Regions from separate parts of the Mus musculus genome. Here region 2 is linked to region 1. The links are chromatin contacts, called in public promoter capture Hi-C maps. All regions are on one chromosome and are shown on one strand. The core of a region is the stretch at or near the end of the contact, and the rest is flanking DNA. Distances in the headings are between cores, read along the strand shown.

Region 1 (7,108 bases), core at 4,298-6,797:
GGCAGGTAGGTAAAAAGTTACAGAAGTCCTTGCTCGGCAGCTCTCCTGCAGTGGGGCTGTAGGTACCTTTGTAGGAACTGTACTCGGGTCCAGGCACCATACGGTTGGGCAGGAATAAGGCAGCAGCTTGAGATGTTTCTAACATCTCCCTCTCTTTATATTCTCTCTCCAGCATAATGTTCTCCAACTCCTTGTCAGCAAAGGCTCTTCTCTTCCTCATCCTGTCACTGACAGGCGGAGGTAGAGGAAGGGTCCCTCCTAGGTAAGTCTCTGCCGTCATTGGGCGATAACCTACAACAAGCAAGTGGTGGAAAGAAAACAGATTAACATCCTGACAAGAAAAAAATGTGGAAACCCAGAAGACAAAAGTATCATCACAAAGCAGGATGATCAGTTACAATTCCTGTCACTGGTATTTTAAGACAGAGAGCGATACAGATTTGATTTACTCTAGTTTCCCTTTGAGGAATAGTTCCCATATGGTAGCTTCCGGCAGCCATTGGTTTTGTTGGTATCGGTATTTCTGCTTGTTTGCTTCAGCAAGTATATTATACCAACTGAGACTTGAGTATTCTTCCCAGATCATAGATATCGAGAGACAAATCTGTCCACCTTACTTCATTGCCCGTATCATCTTTTTTACCTTTTTTTTTTTTTTGGATTATTATAAAAGATATCTATACCTACAGCTGACGCCACTTTTATTTTCTAAAGATGTCTCATTATGTACACATTGTTACAGCTGTAGAATAATCCAAGGAGAACTAGGAGAAAAAGAAAAAGAAAGTTAAAGGAGATTAGGAAAGAGGGGGAAAAAAAAGAAGAAAAGACTTGAGGATATAGCGAAGTGAAGAGAAAGTTAACTAGCCCAAACACACAGCCACACAGGGAAACTAACAATTTAGCCTGGCTTCCTCTTGACCTCCAGAACAAACAAAGCAAGGCAAAACAGTGGGGGTGGAGGGGAAGACCCCTCCAGGTCACTGGCAACAACAGGTCTCCAGCATTCTTTCCCCAAGTTCATTCACAATGGCCAAACACCTAAAGGGCTGAACAAGCAGGTCGCGGGGATGCAGATGGAACCATGCACAGTCCACGAACAGAGGCAAAATCAAAAGCCAAAATCTAATACAACATAAATAGAATGTTTACAGTACTTCTCTGCTCCCAAACACTCACCCACAGGTAGCAGATTTTTCTGAAGAAGCTAGAGTAGAGCTTGTGTTTACCCAGTGGCAAGCCCATTATGCTCATTTGCAAATAGAATAAAAGTGGAAAATGATTGTTTCCACTAGGCTAAGTGTTTGGCAAAAAGTTATTTACTTGAGTTGACTTTTCCATTGAGACGTGGAGTGTCTCAACTTGCTTTGGCAAAAATCTCAGTTCATCAATGAGGTTCCTATGCCTGTAGATGTTTGCAGGCTTTGTAACCAAACTCACTTTTGAGTCCTCAGGAACTCTTTCTAAGGTCAGAAGTGCACAGCACAGGCTGAGACACACACTTTAAACCTGTCCCGGATCAGCTAAACTCAGAAGACTCACAGGAAAGGAAGAAAAGAAAAAGAAATCCTCAACTGACCGCTAAGCCCTTCTTTCTCTAAGCTGAGCTGTAGGAAGGGGTAGTTTAAAGCAGATCAAAGTGGATGTAGCTTCACTTTAGATAAAGGGAAAGGAAAAATGACAATGGCCAGTGCAGTGCTTAGCCCATCGATAAATAAACTCCATGCTTTAGAAAATCGTCACTATTTTAAGAAAAATGAGCGTGTCTCTAGGGCTTGTGGGAAATGAAGGCAAGGGGAGAAGTTAACTAGCAGCAAGCAGTTTGCTTGTTTGGTCCAAAGCCTCTCCCAGTCTGCAGCCTTGACTGACAGAAGCCATAAGGTAGAAGTGTGGAGAGGTAACAACCGGCTAAACTTCCAAAGAGGAAAAGCACGCTAAAGAGTGAAACCTGAGGCTAGAGGAGACGCTTGGTCACAGTAGCTATAACCTTACTTAGTTTACTCTGCCCATTAAACTCCTTCAATAACTAAGAGAGTTGCGGGGGCGGGGGAGGGGGGGGTGTTCCAGGATCACTTGACAGTGAATTTTTCTATGTCGCTCACACTTGGGTAAATTTCACCAGGTGTAACAGCGGAGGATAATACTGTCTTAGTGGCCAAAATCTCTGTGAGTTTTTTGCCCCAAGGAAAACTTCTAATGAAAATTTGCTCCTTCCTGGGCTAATATATAGATCATGCATGGAAATATTAAGTATCTCTCAACTCGGTTTTTAAAAGCCAAAGGACAACTTGAAGTTATATTTACCTTCTAAAATGCTTTTGGCCAGCAAACTCGGCGCCCTGACTTGCCTCTGGTACACTGCTTTCCGATCGAAATTGTTCTGTTTCCCAGAAAGCCCCTTCTTGTCCTGTAAATTCAAGAAACAACTGTGAGGAGCAGCATCCAGAAAGCCTCTGAAACCACCCCAACCTTTAACGCATTTGTTTTGCCAACTCTTATGAGAAAAAAATCATTCCAAAATAATTAACGGGAGTGCCTCTTAATCTCACGAAGCTGAGAACACGTGTAGAGAGGGAGGTGAGACCCACAGTCAAGGAGACTTTAAGAACAGAGCCTAGAAAGATTGGGTGGGGGGATGGTTGCCTCCTCAGTGTGAAAGTGCCCAGGCTGTCACCCTACCTTGACACTGAGGCAGAACTTGATGCCCATTAGGCAGAATATTAACTGCCTCTGAGGACCAAAAAAAAAAAAAAAAAAAAAAAAAAATACAGGGTGGTTTCTCCCCTAGGTGGAGTAGACACTATGGGGTGCCAGAGTTTGAGGGGGGTCTTCTGTATTTATCTAGTTCTCTGGAGGAGGTGGTATACGTGAAGGCAGAAAAAAAAACTCTTAAGGGACACCAGCCTGGGAGTCCTCTGGTCACTGCCAGGTTACTCCCAACTAGCCCATCTAGGAAAGAGGTTGAACCCAGAGCCAGGGCCATCTGAGGTTCCCCAAGCCCGTCTGGTGAGTTTGAGCAGGTTCCCTTTGGAGTCACCCACTATATTCGGTGACCTAACTACCTCCCAGCACCTATCTGCAGGGGAAGTCAAATCGAAAGTTTTCCCGGGGAACCCGGGTAGAAGATCAATTGCAGAGCACTTGCCTAAAGGCCACCTCGGCCAGGGAAAACAATCAAACAATCACAGGAATAACGATAACAAAGAATTCAACATTTTGCCTAACCTCAGGTCTGAGAGGAGATTCTGTGAAACCTGCATCACTTCCCCCAAAGCAACAAGAGGAAGTATAAACTCCAGGGTTCAAAAGTCTCTCTAGGAGAAATCCTGACTTCTCACAACAGAACCGCACCGCACCGCACCGCACCGCACCGCACCGCACCGCACCGCACCGCACCGCACCGCACCGCACCGCACCGCACCGCACCGCACCGCACCGCACCGTGGGGACTGCTAAGACCTCTAAGCATTCTCTGGCAGGTCACATAGTCAATAGCCTTGGACTGAGGGGCCCTTAACTCCGCTGTCATATTGGTCTCATCCGGAAAATGGGCATCAAGTTCTGCCTAAGTATCAAGGTGGGGCGACACACAGTGACAGCACCGCGTGCTGCTTCATCCTGACTGGACATCAACCGCTCTGTCAACCACCTTCCTCCCTCCCCAACCACCTGCAAAACTAAACCCGAAAATATTTATTTTTATTGACTTTTCCGCGATGTCCCAAATGGACCTAATTCCTTTGCCTCTCAATGCTTTTTGAATAGGAGACTTTTTCAGCACTTTCTGCATCGAAGGCCACGGCTTTCCCTCCGGAACCCCGCAGGCTAGCGAGACAGTGTCTGAACCTCTCCTGCCAGGCGATCTGAGATCGAGGGTCACTGGGTTGTGTGAGTGGAAGCCCAGCTCCTTGCTGTAAGGGACTCCCTCATCCTGCCTGGGCGCGCACCCTGGAGACCTATCCCCAGCCTGTCGGCACCCACCTCTGTGGCCTGCTGCCTCCGGAGCGCCACCTGGGCGGCCATGACACGCTGGCGCTCCACCACCAGCAGGCAGTTGGCGCACTGGCAGTCCCGCCAGCGACAGAATCGCTTGTGGCCCTTGAGACAGGATACCACGCCGTGGTTGCGGCAGCGTGCGCACTTGGGTGTGCGGCTCAGTTTGCGCGGCTCTGCGCCGCCACCGGCGGTGGCACCGCGCTCAGGGGCGGCGGCGGCGGCTGGCAGCGCCTGAGCAGCAGGCGGTGGCCTGGGTGCCAGTCCCCCGGGCTGCTCTGGCCGGCCTGGCACCTCCGAGGACACGCCGGGCTCCTCGCCGTCACCCTCGTCCTCCACATCTTCATCCTCCTCTTCTTCGTCCTCGTCCTCCTCCCCATCGGCCGCCGCCGGACTGGGTTCCTGCGGCGGCGTGGCCCGCAGTGGAGTCCCACAGCTATCTTCCTCCAGGTCTAGGCTTTCCACGTCGATCTCCCAGTCCCCGACTCCCGGGACTGCCTGCCCTTCCGTCATGACACTAGACTGTCGTTCGGCTCGGTTGCCCGCGCGCTAGGGAGACAGAAAAAGGCCTAAAGACCCGTCGCAATTAGGGACCCTCTCTGAGACTCGGCCCAGAATTTCTGCAAGGCCAGCTTTCCCCCTTGAATTACTCAGTTTTCTTCTACAGGCCACACCCGAGATCCACAGTTCAACGAAGCTTGTATTTTACTAATTCTAAGTGGTCTGTGCACCTGACCTTTAACCTGAGTCCTGTCTGCCTTTCCAGACAAGTCACCCACTGACCTTACTAACTGGCCAGTTTAAGCCACTTGTCAGGCTTTTCCACAGCCAGTTAACATGGCCATGATAAATATAAAAATGTCGAAGGTACAACTATCTTTCCTTTTATTACAAGGGACCTTGAAACCTCGTTTTCCAAATGTCTCTCATTGACCTACACCACCACAAAGACTCTAGAGAGGTCTTCTCGTCCCTCCGGTTCCCCTAAACCGATGCTCTATATAGGACACACACAGGGAGTGGGGGACACAGCCATGAAGCTGAAGAAGCTGGTCTGGTATCAGTAGTGCTTGAGCCGCACAAGGTTGAGGGAACTTGATTTTCATCTTTAAGGCAAGACAACCAGAAACAGAAAGAAGCCGTAGTGAAGAGTCACGCCCCGTGCCCTCCCTGGCTCCCGAGCAGCGGCGACAACACAGCACTCACCAAGAACCAGGCTCAGGCTAGCAACCCAGTTAAAAGAGAGCCAGCTTCAGGATCTGTCCCCCGGAGCTGCAGGCAGTGGGAGCAAACAGAATTGGGTCTGAGAGCAGGAGGCGGGAGCCCACTGGATGGCGACCGGGGGACAGAGGCCGGAGGCGAGTCAAGGCCTCAGCAACCTCACCCCGTACATTCCAAATTCTGCAAAGTTCTGTTCGGTCCTCTGCACCCTGGATCGCCTCACTTCACTTCCCACTTCTGGTCCAAAGAGGACGGAAAAGGTCCGGCCCGGACCCAGGACTCCGCCTCAGGCGCACCCTGCTTGCTTTCGGCGCAGAGACACTCACTGCAGTCGGGGACCTGAGCTCCCCTTCCTAGTATTATCCACCACCCACCCCCACCCCGAGCTCTGCGTCCTCTGATTGGTTGGTTTTCAGGCGGTGTGCACGCCGATTGGCCGGAGCACTAGGGCTGAGCGCCCTCCTCCTCAGCCCAGTGGAAGCTTCCCTTTAGCGCTACTGCGCCGCCGGAGTCCACCCGCCAGCCTTCGCTGCAGCCGGGTCCCTGATCCAGAAGCTAAACCTAAAAATGTGGGCAGTGGTTGCGGCGGAGCAGTCGCCTTTTATCTCGCCGACTAGAGAACAAGCTGATTCTCGTACTCTTATACATCGCGTTGTTCTCGAGAAGGTAACTAAGGGGTAGAGATCAGAAAGGTTAGCGTTGATTTCTATCGATGATATCATAATCTCCGGTGTTTAACCATCGACCGGCAGTTGGGCCGAGAGAAGAGGCCACTCTAAAGTGGGCACTCTGGCATCCTTCTCTCCGCACGAACAAGTCCATGTTTATCTTGCTGGTCAGCGCCCAGATGTCTTACAAATATCTGTAGTTTGTGGATAACTCCGAGGTGCAAAGCAGTTCCTTACTTCCATAGAGCTTGCGAGGCAGGTGGCAGCAACGACTACAGCCCATCTACGGTTTCCTGTTATCAGTGGATAGCACAGTCCATTCTGGGAGCAAATAGAAATAAACCACGCCATTAGCAATTTTAGATACAAAAAAATATTCAATCTAAGCAAGCATTTATACAAAAACTTTTAAAACGTAGCAGCCTTTTAGCATGTGTGAATGAGTGATTATCAAGAAAACTAACTTTCTTCTCTCTCTCTCTCTCTCTTTCTCTCTCTCTCAAAATACCCTTCACAAAAATGTTTGAAACAAAGTCAAATTTCCCACGAATAATAGAGAAGTCCTTTAAGCAACGCGACAGTCTATTACCTTAAGCTAAATTTAAAAATCCCATCGATGCTTCTTTAAAGGGTTCTCCTTAAGATCCAGCCCTCCGCAGGAAGAGCGGGTTAGAAAACACATCAGAAAACAGGTTGTCGATTTCCTGGGCACGCGCTACAGTGGCGATGGATATCTGTTGATGGGAGAAAATTTCGGAGCTGATTCTTTTCCTCTAATCCGAACCTGTCAGAAAATTCCAAGTCAACCAAGCTCGCCTAAGTGAGAACAAAGACCAGCTGCCTGCCTGCCTGCCTCCCTGCCGGAAGCGCAGGTATTCTCAGGCCCTTGTGAGGTTGAACGCTTCCTAATATCCAGTTAATGTATAAAGATGACTTTCTATATGTTCCTGTAGATTTTTTTCTTTCAGTGTCTCTGGGGGCCTTGAGGGGCGACTTGTTAGCTTCAAGGCTCCCCACTGAGGCAGCGGGGGAACTAATCCTTGGTACCGGTTCCTCAGCACCCCCTAGTTTCCTCATTTGTGGTCTTCCTTATCTAACTTAACTCGCCTAATTTTTTTTCTAACCTGGGTGGGTGCGTTTAAGTTCTTGACTACAGTAGAAACGTGTTTTCTAACCTTCGTTTTCTCCAGTGATGAAAGTGAGGAGTCCTGAAATTCCCATTGTCC
Region 2 (6,939 bases), core at 4,259-6,758, 3.0 Mb before region 1:
ATGAAGAAAAGTAAGTTACAGCCATGGGAAGACATTTTCAGAAGGCTGTTAGGGACAAGACAGCATCTCAATGAGGTAATTAACTTCCCAACACTGAACCCAGCCAGTACTGGTGCCAAGTAGTAGAGGAATTATTGTGTAACACTGTATACATCTACGGTTCATTTCTTTTTTTTTTTTTTTTTTTTTTTGGTTTTTCAAGACAGGGTTTCTCTGTATAGCCCTGGCTGTCCTGGAACTCACTTTGTAGACCAGGCTGGCCTCGAACTCAGAAATCCGCCTGCCTCTGCCTCCCGAGTGCTGGGATTAAAGGCGTGCGCCACCATGCCCGGCTTCTACGGTTCATTTCTATTTGGCTTAACCCATCGGTCTCTGCAGAATTTTAGATGCATCCCAAGCACATCCGAAGTGGGAAGAAAAAACACACTCATCAAAAGAGACTGAGAGGCACTGTATCAAGAACACTACTTATTTTGGTCAGTTATGTTTGAAGTTGAGACTTTTTAGGCTCTGATGTAAAGTTTTGGCCTCAGAAGAGAAAGAGCATTCTGGTATACATAATTTTATATATATAAGTGAGAACTTATATAAACAAAACTGTATCAGTGACTGATGGGTAAGGAGAGTCTAGACAACCAGATCAATTATACCTGTGGTGAGAATAACTTAAATTTTATTGGGCCTCTCAAACTTGGATAGCGTAATGTGAGATTTGCTGTACCCTGCTATTTGCACTGCTCATTCAGGAAGGTGAAATGGGAATTTTCCATCTTGCACACTCGGTTCTCTTCTGTAGTTTGGCAAACACCGACTTTTTCCACTGCATTTCTACCTGACTGGACTCTTGTCAGCCAGTGTGTGAGTGTGTGTGTACGAGCTTGTGTTTTAATAGCTAGGCATACTGTTACTGGTGCTTTTAGCTCATCTTATCTGCCTGCTAGAGTTCCGATTTGATTCTGGCTATGGGTACTCTACAGGAACAGGGCCCTGATACCCTCTCTTTGCAAGTCTGTCAACAGACTGCTGATAGAGCGCACAGATTCACACACATAACAGTTCTGACGCTTGCTGTTAACTCTCCTTGGGCGTGGCTGGATGGCTGCAGCCACACAGTTATGAATGCCTCTGTTTTGACTTTAGCCTTGAGTCTGCAGCTGCGCAGCATCTGTGCCTTCTGTGACTCTCTGAGGCTTTTCTGGTTGCTTCTCTACCATTCTTTGAAGGACAGCTCAAGCAGCCAGGCTACTCTGTGCTCCCCTGGGGGGAATTATTCTGGTGCCCTCCACACTCCCTGCACACGTAGTTGTGTTCAATAACATTGATTATAAGAGACTGTGAACTTTACACACGCGTGTAATGACTATTATTCATTGTTGGTTCAATTTAGAATCACCTAGGAGGCAAACCTCTGGGTATGTATTTTAGGGCATTTTCACAAACGTTTTACAAAGGAGGAATGATCGGTTCACCATGAATATGGGCTGTACCATTCCACAGGCTGGGGTCCCCAACCTGTACACATAAGAAAGCAAGTAGAGCCATCACATTCATTTCTCTGAATTCTCTATGACAGAGAGCACCAAAACACACCTCTTCCTTGCTTTTATTGGGTATTGTATCAGAGCAGTGAAAAGAAGCAACCAATGGGACCTCCTGCCTGCTCTACATACAGTCAGAGAGAATCCTGTTATATTGTAGGGCAATAGTGTTGAAAGAACCTAGAGATTCTGGGCCAGCAAACTTAACTGTGTCTGCAGTCGACTTCCCTGAACCTCACTGTCCTTGCTTCCTAGACTCCGCTTACTAATGGCCGTTCCATGGCTTTGAGGAATGATAAGGTGATATACTCCAGAGCCTAGAGGTTTTGCTCTCTCCCCAGCACAGGGGGTTGAAGACCTTAAGTAACATCTCCCTATGAGCAGAGACCGCCATGTGTGACTCTTTGAGTCTCAGTGCTTGGACAGACTAGGTACATCTGAGCTGGCACAGGGCGCTGTCTGCTGAGTCACTTGTCTTGAGTCAGTGGTTGAGATTAATACAATGTGGGTCTCTGGAGAGGGAAGATGCTGGCTGGGCCACAGTTCCCACCTCTCTGGCTGAAAGGTCTCCTCTAGGCGTGACTCCTAAGAACAAAAGACGGGGAGGCTCATGGGGAGGGAAGCCTGACATTTCTGCCCACCATCACATTCTTTTCCCACTGTCTCTCATCCCTCTCCTCTGACCCCTTCAATTTGGAACCAGCACTGTTTTCATTGAGTCACTCTAGAGTTGATCTGGTGTCATGCCAGGGTTGCTATAACTCTAGGGAGAGAAACGCACGACAGAGCGACACTCTTGCTCCCACCCCAAACACTGTGCCTATTTAGTGGCAAACATATTAGGAATATTAGAGACTCGTGAAAATGCCACCTGAATAAAACACCATCCCCACTGTTTTTTTTTTATTATTATTCGAGACAGGGTTTCTCTGTATAGCCCTGGAACTCACTTTGTAGACCAGGCTGGCCTCGAACTCAGAAATCTGCCTGCCTCTGCCTCCTGAGTGCTGGGATTAAAGGCATGCGCCACCACCGCCGTCTGGCACCATTCCTACTCTTGTGCTCAAAATAACAAAGGGAATTTGGGGCTCTCTACACTATGCTAATGACTTTAATGACCTGCAACTTCCTTATTATCTCATTCCCATGAGTAATTTATTAAAGTTGAGTATGGCACTAGATGTTTTCTCTTATAGCTTTGATATTTCCATCGTGTGAGGAGTTTCAGGAGTTTGTGTTAGGTCCTAAGACATTGTGTTTTCATTCTACACGTTGAAACCACAGCATTTCAACATTACCTAAATGCTGGCAAAGTTTTCATTTTTCCTGTCTGTCTTCTCATCCCTCCGCCTGGCTTTACTTCAGCCTGGGGAGTGGCAGGAGCATTCGAGGAGCAGAGTTTCCTGTGATGCTTGGAACTTTAGCAGCCTGTTCTGCGCCTGAAGGCTGCCGTTCATAAGGATGGTTTTTTTTTTTTTTTTTTTTTTAATGTGAATGTCAGGCATGTTGCAATAACTAGCCACAATGGAATAATCATGGCAATTTCCACCAGTTGGTTTCTTTGTTTTTGAGATGTTACTGTATGCTTCATTTTATGAGTATTTTCTTTTCTTACGTGTGGTTGGACACGTCTAGTGCCATCCTAGGCTTGGGCATTTGTATTTAAAAGGAGATGAAGAGCAGAGAGAGGGAGACACAGGAAATGGAGAGAGTGACAGAGCACAGCGCTTACTGTTTTATTCCCTTGCCTTTGGCTTCTGATGACAGACACGGTGGTGTTTTATAGAGTTTGTGTTTCCCTCCAAAAGAAATGAAGAGCGTAAGAAGGTCTACGGAAGCAGTATTGTGAAAACGAGGTTTCTCCTGCTGACGTTACTGATTATTACAGATTAAGACCCAGTAACGCTTCTTTTGAAATGAGACACACACACACAACTGCCAACAATCTTTTTGGTTGGTTTCCTGGCCTAAGTCATTTGTGTCCTTGGGGGTTTTCTATATATTATAAGGCTACGTTATATTAGAATGAGAGTAGAATAGAGAGTCTAAGGACCAGAGGAATTGTTTCTGTGTATATTGTATGTGTTTGCGTGTTCGTGTGTGTACACAAATCTGTGCACACACGTGGAGGCTGGAGGTCTGTGTAGTTGTCTTTCTCCTTTTATTTATTTATTTTACTTTTGGACAGGATGCTTCACTGACTTTGCTACACTGGCAGGCTCCAGGGATCTGGATGTCTACCCCCTCCCCAACTCCCAACCAGTGCAGGAATTTCAAGTGTGTACTACAGCGCTAGACTTTTTAACATAGGTTCTGTGGGTTTGAACACAGGCCCCACACTCTTTTTTTTTGTTTGTTTTTGTTTTTGTTTTTTTTTTTTTTTTTTTGAGACAGGGTTTCTCTGTGTAGCATAGCCCTGGCTGTCCTGGAACTCACTTTGTAGACCAGGCTGGCCTCAAACTCAGAAATCCACCTGCCTCTGCCTCCCAAGTGCTAGGATTAAAGGCGTGTGCCACCACTGCCCAGCCCCAGGTCCCACACTCTTTATATATATTTTTTTTCTTCTTCGTTTTTATTAGATATTTTCTTCATTTACATTTCTTTTTTCCCCAACTTTTTATTAGGTATTTTCTTCATTTACATTTCAAATGCTTTTCCAAAGGTCCCCTATACTCCCCCACCCTGCCCTGCTCCCCTACCCACCCACTCCCACTTCTTGGCCCTGGTGTTCCCCTGTACTGGGGAATATAAAGTTTGCAAGACCAAGAGGCCTCTCTTCCCAGTGATGGCCAACTAGGCCACCTTCTGCTACATATGCAGCTAGAGACACGAGCTCTGGGGATACTGATTAGTTCATATTGTTGTTCCACCCATAGGGTTGCAGACCCCTTTAGCTCCTTGGGTACTTTCTCTAGCTCCTCCGTTGGGGCCCTGTGTTCCATCCAATAGCTGACTGTGTGGTCCCACACTCTTAAGGCAAACATTTCACTCACTGAGCTGTCTCTCTCCAGACCCAGCCTAGCGAGGAGTATCCTAAGCTGTGGCACCACCGAGTTCATTTCATCCACAAAGAGGAATAGAACAAAACTCACTGTACAAAGGCCTAACTGGAGGATGCTGAGTGTAAAATACCCGTTGGATTTCAAGCTGGGAAGTCTTTGCTTTCTGTGGCAATCCACAGTGGGTCCACTAACAGGAGGTCTTTTTGCGAGAGGCTTCTGATGGCTCTGATCGAGCCTGATGGAAGGGCTGCAACTTAGGTGGGATAGAAAGCTGGGGAATGTTGAACTCTAAGAAGAAAGTACCACTGTACACAAGCAAAGTCTGCGAGGTGGGTGTGCCATTCCTCCCAGCCTGCTTGTTTCCCCCTCATCCCCACCTTCTTCTCTTCCTTTTATCCTTTGGAAGATGTCACAGGCATCCTCTCTGCATTCCACAGCCAGTTTTGGAATTGCCACCAGCATCCAATCCCACATATTAGGGTTCCTCCCCCCTCCGTTTTTATCACTTTTCCGTTTCCACTCCCCCCCGCCCCCTTTTACTACAAGGATTTCTCTCTTGATCCATGAGAGTTGACAACAGGTCCTGTTGAAGGGCTGACACTTTTTTAGATTAAAAAAAAAAGGCAAACAAATAGGTTCAGAAAGGTGAAGAGTCGCCCCGCGGTTACCCGCTCTGGAGTTTTATGGGAAGGAGCGTGTGTGCGCGAACGTCAAGAGGGAGACACTGGCTGGCCTGGTGACCAGGAGCCCGCCCCCATCCCTCCCCGCCCCCTCCGGCGCTCACACTCAGGAAGCAGCTGGCTGCGGGCCGGCCCTCGCGGCCGCACACACATCCACACTCCTCGCCTGGCAGCCTCCCTCCCGCCCTCTTCCCCCTTTCCCCTCTCTCCCTGCAGCCGCGTCCCTACTGCGCCGCCGGGGCAGCCCAGAGCGCGGCGCGCAAGGGCACCGGCGCCAGGGTCCGCGCACCTCGGGGCCGCGGCGGGCCCGGGTCCAGGCTCGCACCGGCGCTCTCTAGCCGCGACCCAGCTCAGGCAGCCAGCATCCCGAGCCCGGCCCCTCCAGGCGTCGCCCTCGGCCCCGAGCGAGGATGAGCACCCCGGGCCAGGCATGAAGTCGCCTCTCAACTTTGTAAAGACATGACTGGAGTGTGCCTGTGCGTAGCGCGGACAGGGAGCTGATGCGGAGAGTCGGCCCGCTGCCCTGCCTCCTCCTCCCAGGGCCGCCGCCGTCGCAGCCTCGCGCGGGCACACACACGGCCCTCCGGCCGTAGTTCCGCGCTCCGGCCACGGGCTTGGATGCGAGTTTTCCTTTCCGAAGGAGGCAGAGCCGGCGTGGAGCGCTGAGGGGGCTCAGCCTCCACCCACGCATCGCTAGTGTTGTCACGAGCGGGCTGGCCGGGAGAAGGGACTCGCTCGCCTAGCTTTGTTGTGGAAATCCGGTTACCTGGTAAGTGGATGCCATAGGAACTTTGTTCTGCAGGCGAGGGACAGAGAGAGAAGGCGCTAGAGAGTGTGGGGGCGGTCAAGCCTGGGGACGCAAACTCGGGATTAGAAAGAGTTTCTGCATGCCGGCTTGGTGGCATTCGCACGGGTTTGAGGACAGGAGCACACCAACTCCCCCAGACTCACAGGGCTTCTAGAGACCTAGGCACACCTTACCGAGGCTGATGGCAATACTCATTTAGCCATCAAACTGGCTGTCAGTTACCTAAGAGCGCGGGGTGTAGACAGAAAGGAAACCAACAAGGTGTGGAAGTTTCGTTTATGAGGGAGAGTCTCCGTGCCTTTTAACTGAAAATACAGGTACCAGAAGGTTACACAATCAGGGCCAGATACAGGGCGAGCACCGGGGTCCTACTTAGGGAAACTTTGGCAAAGTGGGGAGTGATGGGACTTTGAGGTCTTTAGCTCACAGTCGGGGTTGTAGTTGTCTTTTCGGCTTCCACGTGTTTATGGGGCGCCACGAAGGCTGTTTTTCACTTCTCCGTCTCATCCAAGTTGGTGTCCCCATTGTTCAGTGAGGTCCTCGGGTTTGGGGGCACAGCTACTAGTTAGGAGCGGTGCATCGACCCGCAGCCGCCAAGTTTTCAACTGTAACCTCCCACGCCACGAAATCGCAGACACATTCAGACACCTAGCACTCCCCGCCGGGTTTGTCACCTCGCGTTTACATTTTTATGGGCCGGGGACAAAATGTCAGCACTGTTTGGGAAATGTCTGTCTCGAGTCCCGCTTCAAGGCTCCGGTCCCTATAAATGACCCTGTGTCTATTTTGAAGTCGGTCGGGATCACTTTCTGGAAAGCGTGAGTGAGCTGTTGGCTCTCCTAGACACACACCTTGCCCCAAGCAACAGTTCCAAGTTACTCACTAGAGCTGACAAGTCACCCGGGGGACGA

Evidence for each region. Promoter capture Hi-C pulls out the DNA fragments that hold promoters and counts their contacts.
Region 2: a contact with region 1 is called in a promoter capture Hi-C map of embryonic stem cells, with 4 times the contacts expected there. A contact is called at or near these places in 2 of 39 promoter capture datasets (embryonic stem cells and liver) and 2 of 484 Hi-C or Micro-C datasets (both in embryonic stem cells).

What each region holds. Positions count from the first base shown.
Region 1 is chr19:25,670,850-25,677,957 of GRCm38.p6, reverse strand. Dmrt2 (doublesex and mab-3 related transcription factor 2) reads right to left here and starts at 5,547. Exons shown (of 4, transcript NM_145831.3): 1 at 5,200-5,547; 2 at 3,982-4,542; 3 at 2,305-2,407; 4 at 1-291. The coding sequence starts at 4,506. It overlaps 2610016A17Rik (RIKEN cDNA 2610016A17 gene), which reads left to right and starts at 5,719. Exons shown (of 2, transcript NR_045347.1): 1 at 5,719-5,880; 2 at 6,513-6,824.
Region 2 is chr19:28,678,646-28,685,584 of GRCm38.p6, reverse strand. It overlaps Glis3 (GLIS family zinc finger 3), which reads left to right and starts at 5,508. Exons shown (of 11, transcript NM_175459.6): 1 at 5,508-5,989. All of the region lies in intron 1 of D930032P07Rik (RIKEN cDNA D930032P07 gene), which reads right to left.